Regions from separate parts of the Mus musculus genome. Here region 2 is linked to region 1. Evidence: chromatin contacts called from public promoter capture Hi-C data. All regions are on one chromosome and are shown on one strand. The core of a region is the stretch at or near the end of the contact, and the rest is flanking DNA. Distances in the headings are between cores, read along the strand shown.

Region 1 (3,072 bases), core at 149-2,648:
CACACGGGCTATGATTTTAATTTGCTTTATTTAGTTTGCAAGGGAGCAGGTTGTTGCAAGACTGCAGAGGAAAGAGCTGGACCTGTACTCTCCTACAGCCACGGGCTGAAGACAAGAGAGGCTGCAAGTCCATTGGGCAGAGCTCCCTGTAATGAAAGAAGGGAATCATGAGGAAGGACAGTCCTTGTACCCCAAGACCTTGTTTTCCCTTACTCCGCCTCCTCTGGATCCCCCCCTTTCCACACCTGCCTTCAGCTCCAGGGCGCAGAGCAGGGAATCAAGCCAACTGGGGGGCTGGTGCAGGGGGAGAGCTGCACTCCAGGAAGTCCACCTGTGTTCTCCTCCTCGGCTCTCTTCCCATACCTGGGAAGGAAGACAGCTGGGATAAGTATAGTTCTCACTGTCAGTCACCTGCTTTGTATCCCCCACGTAGACGCTTTCCTGCCCACGGCCCATGGATCCAAGCCACTCAGAAGTATTTTTTTCTCAGAGCAGGCATTGAAGAGACTAGGGTTAAAGAGCTCTCTCTCTCTCTCTCTCTCTCTCTCTCTCTCACACACACACACACACACACACACACACACACACACACCACCCTACCTAGGCCTGGTCAGTGTGTTGATGTATCTGCGGAGCTGAGTTTCATATTGTGCCATCTGCTCAGGTGTCGCATAGTCGCCTGGGTACATTGGCTCCAGGGGGGCTCCCCAGGTCCCCTGCAGGGGCTGCAGCAGCAGAGCCACCCAAGTGGATACGAGAAACAGGGAGAGGCAGCAGTATGCGACGGCCATCTAATGAACAAGGAATCGTGGAAGCAGAACACAGCCCATCAGCAGATCCTCCTGTGTCCAAGACCTACCTGCCCAGCCACCACCTACCACACATTTCTTCAAGCCAAGCCTGGGGACAAGGGCAGACCCAGGAGCCACCAGCATCAACCACCTTCCTTCCCTAGAAAACAGGACACCTCCACATACACACCCCTCAAGCCAGCAGCCAGAGTACCCAAGCCTTGGCAACATAAAAAAACAGCAGAAGAACTAGGTATGAAGGCTGGATACACAGGACTTAGGACACTGATGGCTCTGAGGAGGCAGGAGTAGCCAGAGCTGGTGGGAACCACAGGGTGGGGGACACAGAATTAACTTGTAAAGCAAAGGGACAGAAGTCTATGACACGGTGGGTCCTGCTTTCCACTGACAGGTTTGTCCAGATGCAGAGAAAGACCCAAGGAGGACTTTAGGTCCCTTGAGGGATCCAGCCCTACGAAGCACCAATTCCGACCCTCCATCACCAGCCTCAACCCAAGGAGTCCCCAGAGGCAGGACAGAGTGAGCTCACTTACCCTGTGTGCTGAGCTAGTGAGTGTTGGGCCCAGACACCTACCTCCTGCTGGACTGTCTCCCTGTTCATGGCTGTGCCCCTTTATAGTCCTCAGCACCCCCAGAGTCCCCGCCTCCTGTCAGCCTTTCTTGCTGCCAGCCTTTAACCACCACCACCCCCCTTTTGCTCTCTGCCTGGTTTCTGAAACACGGGCACTGTGGCCAGAAACAGGAAAGCACCAGGTCAGCATTCTAGATGTCGGAGGAGCACAGAAGAAAAAACTGGACCATGACAAGGTCTCATGGGGGTCCGTATCCAGCTTTGGACACCAGAAGAGGTTTGATTCATAAATGACAGGATCCTGACATGGTAACCCAAAGGTTCTAGCCACTAGCCTCAGCATGGCCTCCCCAGAGACAACCCCAGTCGCCAATAGGCTTTCCTTGGGGTCTGGATAGAAGCTGAAGCTAGGCTTTACCCCTACCATGAGGGATGGAATTCGGGCCTTCAATCCAGCTAGATCAAGGAAGGGACAGAGATGTCTCACATCCTAAAGCCACTTGGAAGGGAGTGGAGAAAGCCATTTGATGCGTGTATCGAATGCCAGCTTAGGTCCTGTGGGCCAGGGTTCAGAGGCCACAGGGTTCGTGGGGAAGGGACAGTTCCTGGCAGCTGTTTCCTTTCCCAGCACAGAGCTCTGTCCCAGGGGAGTGCTAAAAACCAGCATCACTTATAAGCTTCAAGTTGCCCCCCAAAAAATGCCATGCTGTCGTCCCACTGAACCCCTACAAGGGAACCTATTTAACAGACAAAAAGTGGGGAGACTACCAGAGGAGGGAACGCTTGTCCAAGACTCAGGGTCAGCCTTCACTTCCTCCCCTGAGAGATTCTTCTGGTGCCACTGCGTGACAGGAGAAGCCACTTGTCCCTTTCATGTTCAGTGTCCTTTTCCCAGACAGACCTCCACCCTGCTCAAGCCAAGAGCAGTCACTGGCTCTGTTTATTTTGACCCCTGTGAAGGGAGCAAGGGCCTCTCTCTCTCCCGATGTTCTGCTCTCAGGACAGAACAAGAATCATCACCGCGGGCTCTGGGAACGCAGGAAGTGAGAGGGGAGAAGGTGACAGCAGGCATCTGTCCTGATAAGGTTAGAGGTCAGATAGGCCTAGCTCCAATTGAAGTCCGCGTCACTGCCCTCCTGTTGGGAGCATGATCCAATTAGAGCTCCTAGGGTTCGATTTCTTACTCTGTAAGGTGGGCTCATTGCATCCATCCCCAGACTTGAAGAATCAAAGAGCCTTTTCCTCTCGGCTCTCATTTAAGGTAGCAAGAAGAGCACCAGCCGCTCAAAGTAAGTAGAGTTCATTTCTCAGCGATCCTGGCCCCTTCTCTGGGCTCAGGTTTCCCACTATGCAAAACCAGTGGCTAGTTCCGACTCGAGCCTCATGGCTGCCACCAGGGGGCGCCTGGCTCCGGCGCCGGTTTTAAGGATCCGGGTTTCCAGGGGCTCTAAACCTTGTGTTCTGGATTTTACTCCAGGTAAAAAGACTGTATCCGGGGAATGAGTCTGGTGTGGGAACTATTTACAGTTTGTCACGCAAGTCAACCAGCTTTGCTTGGTCCCAAGAAATCACAGCTGCTCTTCAAATGTCAACCCAATAGATCGAAATGACAGATTCCAGGGTCTCTGCAGGGGTAGTAGTGACAATCCAGGAGGAAGTAGTGCCTGTGCCTTCTAAATATTATGGTCA
Region 2 (3,072 bases), core at 152-2,651, 720 kb after region 1:
AACAAAAACTCACAATTAATTTAGTTACAAGCTAAGCAATCAAATTCGTGGGGCCTTTTTTGTTTCTCTTTGTTTTGCATTTTTTGCTCTGAAAAATACCTGCAAACTGTTTACAAGGGGGAAGGATTAATCCCCAAATTACATTATTAATCCTCTTCCTACAGTTACTCATGTACTACAGACAAAATGATTTCTGCCTAACAGAACTAAAGTCTTTCGTTTACAAGGCTTTTTGTACAGCGCTTTCACATATATCCACTTGTAAGGGTGCACAACAAAAGCAATAACTTTTAGACTTAAGACACATACAAGATAACTTATCCAGAATTTGGTCTACCTTGAGTTCCTCGATTGCACCTAGTGTGGACGAGAACAAAATAAAGCCCGAGCACAATGAAATCTGTGGCGTTGCCAGTCCCCGAGGACCAAAAGGAAAATGTCTTCAAATGACAAAAACCAAACTCATCCCACTTCGCAAAAGAAAAGCAATCCCAAATAATCCGCAAAGCGGGGACCGGCGGGGGAGGACCCCAAATTCTAAACATGGGTCATGTAAATCTTTTCAACTCGAAACTCCAAACGCGGCAGCCAGCCCAATCACAGCATTAGCGCCTCCTCTCTATTTTCAATCTGGAGACTCAACGAAGAACAATTAAAAAAAAAAAAAAAAAGGCCACAGCAGAGCTCCAAAGTTTTCCGAAGTGAGAATAAAGTCATCTCAAGTAAAGAAAAGGCGTCCAGCAAGAGGCGACGGGCCGGGTCCTCCCGCCAGCCCCTCTCCCGCTCCGCAGCGCTCGAACCAAACCTCCAGTAAAAAAGGGGGGAAAAAGAAACCTCCGAGGGGGACAGAGGACCCGCCGGAGCCCGCAGCACGCCGCCGAAGAGCGGCCCAGGCCGTCAGACAAAGACGAGCCCGCCCAGCGCCAGCCCGGCCGGGTCCCCCAACCGCCCCGAGGAGTTGCGGGAGCACCGCCGCCCGCTCCCGGCCCGCCCGAGCCGTTTCCCTCCCAATTTGGGAACCGCGCGCCTGGGGACAAAGAGGGCGGGCGCGCCGGCGGCGGGACGCGGGTGGCGACGCCCCTCGGGGCTCGGCGGGCGCTCCTTCCCGCCCTGCCGCCCCCAGGAACCCGGCCCGCCGCCGCCGCCGCTTTCGAGGCGCCTCAGAGTTCGCCCGGCCGCGCCCGGCCCGGGGCCCCTCAAGCCGCCGCTCACCCGGCGGTGGGCGCCCCCGAAGCCGCCTCCTCCGCCGGGCCTCGGCCCGTCCCGCCGGCCGCCGCCTCATGGGCCCCGCGTCGCCATCACCTTCGCCGCCTCGCCGCCGCCGCCACCGCCGCCGCCTCCTTCGCCTCAGCCTTCAAGCCGAGGCTGAAGCCGCTCCGGCCGCGCCCGCCGCCTCCCTCTCTCCCGCTCCCGCCGCCGGGACCCGCGGGGAGGCGCCTGCGCACTGCGTGCCGCGGTGGGGGTGGGGGCGTCCCGTCTCGGCCTGGGAGCGGGGGCGCGGCTGCACGTGCGCCTCGAGTGGGAGGGGGCGCCCGGAGCGCGCGGCCCCGCGCCGGCGCCAACTTTCCGTGACCGGCCGCGCGCGTTCCCGGGCGGTCCCGTACGCGGCGGGGCGCGCGGTGGCGGGAGGACCCCTGCGCGGGGAGCCCCGGTGGGCGGCTGACTTCGAGCGCCGCGGGCTCATTTCCTGTGGCGTGATTCCCCGGAGGAGCCGGCCAGTGACAGCGTGATGGAGACACGCCTCACCTGAGTTTCCAGGGTCGGACCGCAGAGCTCCACCGTTATCTCGTGCGCTAGGTCAGGGCCTTGGTCCAGCGGATCTCGGGATGCTCATGGCCGTTCTAGGCTCTGCTCTGCAGTTGCTCGAAAAACCTCCGGGGCTTCTCGGCCAACCATCCCCGCCTGGTGGAATCATGGTTTTTACAGGCGTTCTGCATAGTTTTGAGGTCCTGGATTTCTCGGATTAGTAAGACCCTAATAGGCCATTTCCTCTTAACTCCTTGCATCCCAGCGGGATCCCAATTACAAGACTTGAAATGCACATGGACAGGAATTCCCCTGGCCGAAACTGCGGGTTAAGAAAAGGAAAACTAGCGGGAGAGACGGCTCAGCGGCTATGCAGTTTGTACTACTGTTGCAGAGAATCTTCTACACCCACGTTGTGTGGTTCACAACCACCTGTAACTCCAGCCTCTGGAGGATCCGACTCTCTCGGGGCACCTATATCGATGTGCACATACCTACACATAGACCCAGAGACACATAATTAAAAATAATAAAAAATAAATCTTTATTAAAAAAGAAACGAGAAATTCCCCTAAATACTTTAACGAGATTGAGACTGGGTGGTGAAAGGCAGTTTACCAAAGAGATGGGAGGGGAGGGCCATTCCTGTACTCTAGAATTACAAATGGATAGGCTTTTTAAAAGTTTTGCCCCTGGACAGGGATGAAATTAAACACTAACAAGTGAGGCGACTTGTGGATCAAATTTCTCCCGAAGCTAGGTCACAGGTTGGGATGAAAAGGGATGGTCCATTGCCTACCCACACCCTCCGAAATTTTGTTTGGTTGCTATGATGTGTGTGGTTTTTTTTTTTTTTTTTTTTAGGAAAGTGCCCAAATTTTTAAATCCTTTTTTTTTTTTTTTTTTTTTGGCTTCTCTCTAAAAATCAAAGAATGTGCTCACTTTGAGCCTCATGTTTCATTTTTGATATTTTGTTTGATTTTTTATGAAACGAAGTCCCATTATAGCACAGGCTGATCTCAGACTCGACCTGTGGCTGAGAGCTAGCTTTGAAGTCTTGATGCTCCTGCCTTTGTCTCAGGAGGCGGGGTCTAAGGCAGACACCACCCCCACTGTGCTGTGCTCTGAACCTTTATTTTTGTTTGCTTCTTTGTTTTTTGAGATGGGGTCACCTTGGCTGTCCTAGAGCTTGTTATGTAGATCAGACTGCTCAGGAACTCAGAGGGATTCCCCAGCTCTTACCTCCTAAGTGCTAGGAGTAGAGGTAAGGGACACCATGGCCAACCATGAGCCTCTGGTTTTATGGGATAGCCATTTCTGATCCAC

The links. Promoter capture Hi-C pulls out the DNA fragments that hold promoters and counts their contacts.
Region 2: a promoter capture Hi-C map of pre-B cells shows a contact between it and region 1, with 2.4 times the contacts expected there. The contact joins the promoter of Gjc1 here to the promoter of Ppy in region 1. A contact is called at or near these places in 2 of 39 promoter capture datasets (cranial neural crest and pre-B cells) and 1 of 115 datasets of contacts at active chromatin or transcription factors (pancreatic cancer cells).

What each region holds. Positions count from the first base shown.
Region 1 is chr11:102,099,921-102,102,992 of GRCm38.p6, forward strand. It overlaps Ppy (pancreatic polypeptide), which reads right to left and starts at 1,399. Exons shown (of 4, transcript NM_008918.2): 1 at 1,346-1,399; 2 at 601-791; 3 at 246-363; 4 at 11-146. The coding sequence starts at 791. The coding sequence ends at 252.
Region 2 is chr11:102,817,758-102,820,829 of GRCm38.p6, forward strand. Gjc1 (gap junction protein, gamma 1) reads right to left here and starts at 1,402. Exons shown (of 3, transcript NM_001159382.1): 1 at 1,213-1,402.